Linked DNA regions of Rattus norvegicus: region 1 is linked to region 2. A link is a contact called in public Hi-C data. All regions are on one chromosome and are shown on one strand. The core of a region is the stretch at or near the end of the contact, and the rest is flanking DNA. Distances in the headings are between cores, read along the strand shown.

Region 1 (4,328 bases), core at 1,783-4,282, 170 kb before region 2:
CACCCATGAAGAATACAACAGCCAGAATTTTATTATGTTTGAAAGAAGTAATTTTTGTTTTTAAGGCAAACAAGCTCTTTCTCCAGCTGGGTAAGTTTTTGGCTCTTCTGTCACAAGCAAATGACTAAAGCAGGAGAATTTTATTACTATGCAAAGCTGTTCCTGATGGGAAGAGAAGGATGAGCCTGTGATTGCTGGGTCAGGTGGTTTCCTTTCTTTCTTTCTTTTTTCTTCTTCTTCTGGGTTTGTGGCATGTAGTAAAAGACACCAAGGCAGACAATTACTCAGACCCAATTCAGAAACCCACAAGCAAAGTCCAAGACCAAAAAATCATAAACTAGGACAAGCAGAACATTGCCTTCCACGAACACAAACTATACATTTTAAAAGGGAGATACCTCATGTAATCAGTTACACCTACGGCTGAAGATTAGTTGGGAAGATTTATGACTCATATGAGAGGAACTGGCACCAGAGCAAGAACTGTCTTCAGCTTGGTGATCAGAATAAAGTGGCTGAGAAAGACTCAGAATGATGTTTGGAGTAGGAGGAGTAAACTGGGGCTAAGTATACCCCTGTTCTTTCCTGTGTGTATATTCTCAACCCTTTCAAAGGTTATTGTGTAGGAATGTTACTTCTCAAACTAGTGTTCTGACCTTCTTTACAAACTATTTCTACGGCATATATTGTCCAAAAATGACAGGGGAAATAAATTGTTATTTGATCTTTAAAAAGTGGTTTAAGAGACTTAAAAAGAAAGTAGTTAAGAGTAGGGATAATTGCTGTCCAAGGGAAGCAAAGACTTGATGTGTAGATGGTCAGGTCTTGTTCTTGATGTCATGTGATTCCTGTCCTCCCAATACCAAAGACAATCTAGTGAGCCCATTATGCAATGATTGCTTTTATATGCAGAGAAGACGAGGCACAAGGGGACTAAGGAAATTACCCAAAGTTATTAAAATGGCTGGTACAGAATGTAAGCACACATCTTCAAGATCCTAGTCTTGAGGAAGCTTAAGAGGATGAGAGACATCAGGAGAAGTTAGAAGAATGGGTGCGGAGTCCTTCCAGATTCCACAACAATGCGCACAGTAACTTCCGTGCATGTGACCGCTGTGAGCAAGCTTCAGTGACCCCCACTGTAGTAGCTTAGTAGAAATGCTGAAAGGAAGGGATGCCACAAGCCCTGAAGGAGAATGCTCTTTGGGGAGATAGAAGGGGGATCTGATTAAAAGACACAAAATGAACTGTGGAGGGAACACCAGGCTGGGATCCAATTCTAGATCAACATTTCAACCTGAATCAAAGGGGAAACGTTGGAAAGGCTAACAAGGAAGTCTAAAGTGCCCTCAAGTCCCAGGGGGAGATATACAGTGAGGCTGGTACTTTGCAGAGGATACAGAAATGATCAAGCAGCCATCCAGCAGTATGTAGCCATGTGCAGCAGGCCTGTCTTCATGGTTCTCATAATTTGGCAAAATGGCTTTTTGGATGAGTGAAGTTTGTAACTTTGGGAGGTATCCGAGAGATGAGAATGAAAATGTGGCCTCCCGAAGGCCATACTTTAACAAAGCTCCCCCGGTTCCTTTGCACTGTGTTTAGAAGATACCATCAACGCTCAACAGCAAACCATAACAGACTCTGCCCTTAGTCTATGCCTGATGGGACAGTAATTCATTCTCTATAGTTTTAAATTATAGTTTAAATTATGAGGTTCTGAGGGATGGGTGAGCCTTGAGCTATGGCACACAGCCAAACAAACTTCCCACCAGAGCCCAGGACAGCATTCCACACATAGTCTAGCTCTCCAAGGAAAGAAAGGCTCCTCACCTCTTCTACAGGAGTTTCTCCTGCAAAACAGTGTTCTTCAGAATGGGGTGGTGGCCAGCATTCTTCTAGGCACCGAGGCAAAGTCAATGTCCAAATAGACCATCATCTTGGTCTCTGCTTGAAGCTAGTCAGTCATGTGAATAGTGTCCCAGGATGACTCCTCCAGGACCTGGGATGACCTGTGCCCGCTGCTTATTCTTCATGGAGCATCTTGACAAAGCTCCTTTCTTCCTTGAACCTGCCAATTTTCCATTTATCTCATAGGAACAATTGGTCCTCTTTCCAGGGGATCAAACCTGCTTGCTCCATAGGACTCTTAGCTCCAGGAGTTCATCTCAGTGTAGCATCAGTGTGCACGAAAATTCTTGTTTTGCTACTCCCCATTCCCCCAAGAATATAAGTACCTCATAAAGAAAAGGCAGCCAGCATAGATCACAGCTGACCAATGGGGCCAACCCTGGGCATTCGTAGATGTTTGGAAGATGAGCAGATGCTGGAATCCTGAAGGAACAGAGAAACAAAGAGCATCCATTAGTGATAGTCAAGAACATGGCGGATGTCAGGGAGCTTGGTTAGAATGCCAGTCCTGTCACTCAGCAGTTAAATGACATTAGACTTTTGATTATCCCATGTGCAAAATAACAACCACAGCAACAATAACAACCTAGAAAGATAATTACTTTGCTATTATTACAGATACGTCAGGACTGAAATAGAGTAAATGGGATAGTGTAATTATTTAAACTAGAGTTTGGCACAATCTGAAGACTGAGCTAATATTAACAATACTCTCACCCCCTTGGTGCCAGCCTAGTCCTTTCTCTGCTGGGGTACATTTTGAAGAAAAGAACTATTGCTACATTTGGAAACTTCTCAATTTCTATTTGAGAACTATAAAGTGGAATTCCTTTCAGAACTGGCCACTAGTATCTCCAAATCATGTAGAGTCATTTACAAAGATGAATAAATATTTATGCGCCACCATTGGCATGGCTCCCAGCGTCAGAGGGTCTCATTACCAGAGATGCTTGTGAATGGCTTCTCCCGAGCCATGTTTTACCGGCATAAAACTCACCACTAGGTGGCAGCTAAGAGAGGGTCCCCGGAAGTGAAGGCAAACACACCCTTTTGGCAGCTGCACCGGAGGCTCTGCTGTTCATACCCAAACATCTGACTCACCCAGTGAACGTCAGCCTGGAAAATGACAGGCACTGATTTCAACGGCCAGTGAAATATAACATCCCTGGGGCCAGAGCAGTAAGACAGATCTGGAAGCCTGTGAGCAATTTCCACGGAAATAAGAGAATTAGGGCCGCTGACAAGTGAAGACACACAAGCTTATAAACTACTTAAGTCTTTATGATAAATCATGTCCCTAGATAAAGAAGACTCAAATAGTCACGATTCTCCCCAGCACAAAAGCCTACGATGACCATGATGGGTTTCACAATTAGTATGGGGGCGGACGGGTAGGAGGGAACAACAACTTGGTGCTAGAATTTCTAGGGAGAACTAAACAAATAACACTTCTCGTCCATAAAACCGACTGGGGAAAGTGACCTTCAGTGCAGTCTGACTATTGGTGCCGTACAGAGGACAGAGGGCAGAGCATCGCAGAGGACAGAGGGCAGAGCATCGCAGAGGACAGAGGGCAGAGCATCTCAGGAGTGCTGCACCGTGATAGTAACATTCACTAAGCACTGACTGCAGAGCCCTGCTTTACACACCGTCTCTTTCGCCCTGCCAACCCCACTGCCAGGCAGCAGTGATTCATATCCCCATTTGACAACTAGGGAATTGGAGGCTCTGGGAGATTAACTTGTCTAAAGACGGAGTTCGATTCCGTATCCAAGATTTAATTCTCTGCAGTCTCCAGAGCTATGGTAACAGGAGAAAATCCAGGTGGTCAGCAAGATTTGTGCACGTTTTTGAGCCTTCATTGCTTTATCTCCTCCGACTCCTTTTGATGTTCTAATTAGGCTGCAGTGGAACAGCATTGTGGGCTGGCCTGAAGGCTACGGTGCTGAGGTGCTGCCTAAGGTCGCACTGAAGAGGGGGGCACCAGAGGATAAACAACAGCTCCCTTTATTATTTTGAGAGTGCCTCCTGGGGTCATTGTGGTTTCTTGCAGTCCAAGGATTTGTGTGTATCCCCCTGGCCACTAGTCACCATGACACATTTGCCCTTGCAACTCAGCCTAGACATTGGCTTTTTTGCAGAAACATTCTGGCCACCATCAGAGGTATACATGGTCTCCTCAGACCCAGAGGATACTGTAAGAATCACCACTGAGTACTTTTCTTCTGATACTTCACTGGTTTATTGACCTGACATTCCCCAAGAATCTAAGCTGTCCCCCTAACCTGTTTTTCTGTCCCTGACTCCTCAGTCCTGACCAGTGCCAGGGGCAAAACGATGGTCATGAGCTCTTTATTGAATGAAAAGATTCTTAGATACCCTGTTTGCTTTCGGGGAAGATGGGGGTGGGGAAACTCCAA
Region 2 (4,422 bases), core at 915-3,414:
GTTTTGACAAAGGATGGCACTTTTGATAGAAAACAACAGCAAAGGGTGCAATTGTCAATAGATGGTGACAGCGGAGAGTAAGCTTCCAAATTCAAAGCTAACTTCGCATCTAGAACACTATGAAAATATAGTGGACGGTTTGGAAAGTCAAACAGAGCTTTGTAAACAGGAGTCAGTCTAATGAGGTACAAAATACAGGGCCAGCAGCATATGCACTCTTGCCCACCTTTCTCCAAAACTTTGGAACCCCTACTTTCACCTGCTACACTTAGAAAGTGGGGAGGAGCATGCGGGAAGAAAACAAATGGGGCCTCAAAGTCTTAGGTGAAAAAGAATGAGTTTCCCTGTGAACCGGAACCAGCATTGGAAGAGATCTTGAGGTGGTTTTGCTCAACCAGGTTATGTCACACGCAAGTCTCAAAGAAATGAAGTGACTTTGCAGCATAAAGAGTGAAAAAGCTTTCTCACGAACCATGGGGTATCACATTCATAAAGGGTAAGTAGGGGCCTCTCCACCCTGAACTCAGGAAATGCTCTATACACGTGCCCCATTCCTGCAGGCAAGAATCTGTGAAGCTCTCTTTCTGAAGCCCCCTGACCCTAAATTGCAAAAAATGATAGATTTCTTTTAGGAATGACATATTATTCTCAACCAATGCTTTCTCATTCCCTCTCTTCTTATGTTTCTCCTCTCTCTCTCTCTCTCTCTCTCTCTCTCTCTCTCTCTCTCTCTCTCTCTCTCTCTCTCTCTCTGAGCTTCTTCTTCTTTTTCAAATAGTACCAGTAAGCATTCTGGGTAGGGTACACATTTTAAGTATAAGAGGAAAATAGATAAGGCTTTGAAATGAGATTTGTGAATGCTATACTCAGAAGAGCACTGAACATTATGGATTGCTGAGCAGGGCTGCTTTACTTGGTTCAAGGAGGCTGGGAATGAGAGAATGCTCTCCAAGAAAAGCCATGAGAAAAACAGAGAACAAATGGGATGTGGCAAAACACATTAGGCAAACAGAACCATATCTTTTTATTTTATTTCTTTAGATTATAAAATTGTTTTCATATATATATGCTATTTGATATTATATAATATATACTATTCTTTGGGAATTTTATGCATACATGCAATCCATCTCAGTCTGTGACAGGATAAGACAGTGCAGCGGTGCCTCCATTTGTATTCTGTTGAGGTCATTTTAGGTTTGACTAGAATTTCCTTGATGGGAAACCCCAGAGAAAATTACCCAACTCTATTCTAGGAACACAAGGTCAGGATGCTCCAGCTAGCTTAGCTTCTGTTAAACTTCTTGCTTATCATAAAACCTCCAACTGCAATACCAAGATGTAATTTTTTTCCCCTTTACATCCTTTAAATGCTTGGTGATACATGTGAGCCCTGCATACGTGACTGTAACCCCCAGCCAGCTGGCACAGGGACTTTCAGCTGGCTGTAAACTCTGAGTGGTCTCCTCTGGTAGGCTTCCTGTTACAGATCATATCCAGCCCTACATCCTTCAATTGCTTTACCTTCAAAAATTGCTCAATTTTGTTTCCTTTAAAAATATTCACTGAATTTAATAATCCAATGAATTCTATCTGGGCACAGGGAGACCAACCAATGTTCATTTAAAAAAAAAAGACTGCCTTCCCCTTAGCATCCATAAATTTCCATTAACTTCTCAGCTAGAAGTGGTCATTGGGAGCCTCTCCTTGCTTCATGCTAGAAGCTTGAACTGGCTTGGCTTGTGCAGGTCTTGTTCAAGTAAGCACAGCTGCTGTCCATTCATGAGTGCAAGTGTCATGGCCATGTCATAGCCAGAGGCCAACCTTTCACAGCCCTCCCTTCCATCCCCTGCCTCTTACATTCTTCGTGCCCCTCTTTTTACAATGTTTTCTTGGAGCCTTGGAGGAAGGGTTTGACACAGACGCACTTGGTCACTTCGTCTGAGGACGTTGAACAGTTGTGAGTCTCCGCATTAACCACTACCCTCTGCAAATAAGAAGTTCCTCTGACCAAGTTTGGGAACAGTGCTGATGCATTGATAAAGGCCCAGTGGAAAGCATGTCTCAGGAACATTTCAAAATCAGCTGAATGAGTCCGATGTCCAGTGTACGTGAGCACAGAGGACAGGTCACAAGGTCACAGCAGGTCTGGACAGAAAGATAGCTGTGGCTTCTGCTAGTGTGATAGAAGGGGGTGGAGAGATGGGAGCTAGCATCCACAGGACACAGCAGCTAGCTGAAAACAGGATATGGTAAGTGGATTGAAGGTGAAGTCACAGATGCTGTCCAAACTTTGCTGGTCAGGGGGCATATTCGCCAATATAGGAACCTTATGGGAATGTTGTTTTTCTGTTTGGACTAGAGCTAGAAATGAATTTAGACTTAAAAAAATTGGATTTGAGTTACCTCTGAAACATGTAGAATGTGTCCAGGAAGGAATGGAACATAAGAAGTAAGAATCTGAGGAGAGAAATCTGGAAGTAAAAATAGATTCGTGAGTCATCATTATAGCTAAAATATAATCCAATTATTCTTGTTTTTTTTTTCATGATAAATACAAGATCCAAAACCATGAAACTGTTTGCCCAGGGACCAGGGATTTAGACCTACTTTTTCTGACTCCCATGGCTGTGCCTTCCCCACTGGGACGTGGTGCAGTAGCTGTGAGAGATGATGAGTGGCAGAAAGGGTGGCTGTGGAACATGCTCTCTTAATTACCACTGCAGGTTTCTATTAAGAAGAGAGAAACAGAATATGTCTTAAGTGAATGGCTAGATATGTTTCTCAGCTCATGCAGCCACCAAATTGTCTACTGACAGCACATAGTCAATCCTCTTCTTAAGCAAGAAAGCTCCACGTTGAGAGAAATTCAGAAACATCTTGTAGACATTCCTGTCCGATTCCTCTCATTTGCCAGCTGCCTTTCAACTAAAGTCTTCTTTTACAATTGTCTGTGAGCTGTACTACCCAAAAAGTCAAGGTTGTACTTTCCCTAGACTGGGAATCCAGTCATTTATGCAGTGATGAAGGGGAAGTGGTGGCTTCTGCTGTTGAATATATTTGATTTTTAAAGTAACTCTGTGTTGAGTAACAAATAATGGTCAGAAAAGACCAAGGAAATGAGTTCATTTCTCTTTGCAGCTGCTTTATTTTATTATTGCTGGGACACAGTGGGAATCAATGGGGATCCAAGGTCCTAAATTGAACTTGGGGACACCATCAAGGACTTTTTCTCATGGGATGGCTTGCTCACTCTTTAGTCTTTTTAGTTCAAACAACTATCTTCTGAATATCCGAGATAAGGCCATTTCTTGTCCTTGACTGCTAAGTCATAGGCCATCTTCAATCCTACCTCAAGGATCACATTTACAGAGCATGCTTTTTCCTCCAGCACACAGCCATCTTGGCAACGCTAATGATCTCTGATGCCCTTTCTGTCATTCTCCATTAATGGATACCCTATCCTAGATATTCTATTTTTGTGATACCTCTCCAATCTCTTTGTTTCCCTTTATCTCTATGATAATGCTTTGACTAAGTCAACACTCCCATTTCACCTGGCTACCAGCATAGCCTTGTTAACTGACCTCCTTCCTGGGTCCTCTTTGGCCTCCCTCCAATTTGCACTACACAATTCATGCAGACTCACTTCACAGAGCACACACAGTCAGACCACCATGAAGACACCCCTGAATGTCTTCCCTCCCTTCCCACACTCACAAGCTCTTGGTACTCTGAACCTGCTTGTATCTCTTCGACTCTATTTCCATTTCTCCCACGCCCCTCCCAGCATGAGACCCTTGCTCTTTCAGTGCCCTCTGCCTGGTATGTGCTTCTCTTCTACTCCACTCCCTGGGCTCCAGAACACACCTCCATTACTTCTCCTAGGAGAGGCTCTCCCAGTTACTGTCCATAGCTGTCAGTGGTGGTTTGTGCTCAGTGATTTATCATAAATTTCTGTAATTTGATTTATGTATTTCTGTTATGTATTATGTATGTATGCTTCATGAAGAAACGGTCACACAGAGTTTGCCTACTCTTTTAGCGAAGCCTTTATCCCAACTCTACAACATTGTCTAGACATTTAAGAAATATTCAAGATTTATGTTCATTGGGTGGGTAAACTATTACTTTGTGTTCTTAACTTTTCTAATTGAGACTACCACAGTGTGTGTGTGGCAGTGCATACCTAGCCACTTGAAGGGATGAGGCTAGGGGGTGTCAAGTTCAAGGTCATCTGGGTAACTTAGCAAGACTCTGTATCAAAATAATTGTTTTTTTGTTTGTTTTGTTTTATTTTATTTTTTTAACATGGGAAGGCATATAACTCTGTAGTAGAGTCTTTGCCTAGTATATACATGGGTTCAGTCCCTAGTTGGGAAGGAGGGCTATAAGAATCTCAGCTATGCATGACGATTCCCA

What was found. A called contact is a pair of places that touch in the nucleus more often than the background predicts.
Region 1: a Hi-C map of hepatocytes shows a contact between it and region 2, with 1.6 times the contacts expected there. The contact joins two enhancer-like sites. A contact is called at or near these places in 3 of 12 Hi-C or Micro-C datasets (hepatocytes, kidney and liver).

The regions. Positions count from the first base shown.
Region 1 is chr15:54,543,310-54,547,637 of GRCr8, reverse strand. No RefSeq gene overlaps it. Among named protein-coding and RNA genes, the nearest start is that of Cysltr2, 93 kb to the left of the region's middle. Within about 2 kb of position 3,032, at least 31 of the 93 cell types and tissues checked have an H3K27ac peak or open chromatin away from gene starts, as enhancers often do. A contact at or near this core is called in hepatocytes and liver, where this site is marked.
Region 2 is chr15:54,373,218-54,377,639 of GRCr8, reverse strand. No RefSeq gene overlaps it. Among named protein-coding and RNA genes, the nearest start is that of Chchd2l2-ps5, 74 kb to the right of the region's middle. Within about 2 kb of position 2,164, at least 2 of the 93 cell types and tissues checked have an H3K27ac peak or open chromatin away from gene starts, as enhancers often do. A contact at or near this core is called in hepatocytes and liver, where this site is marked.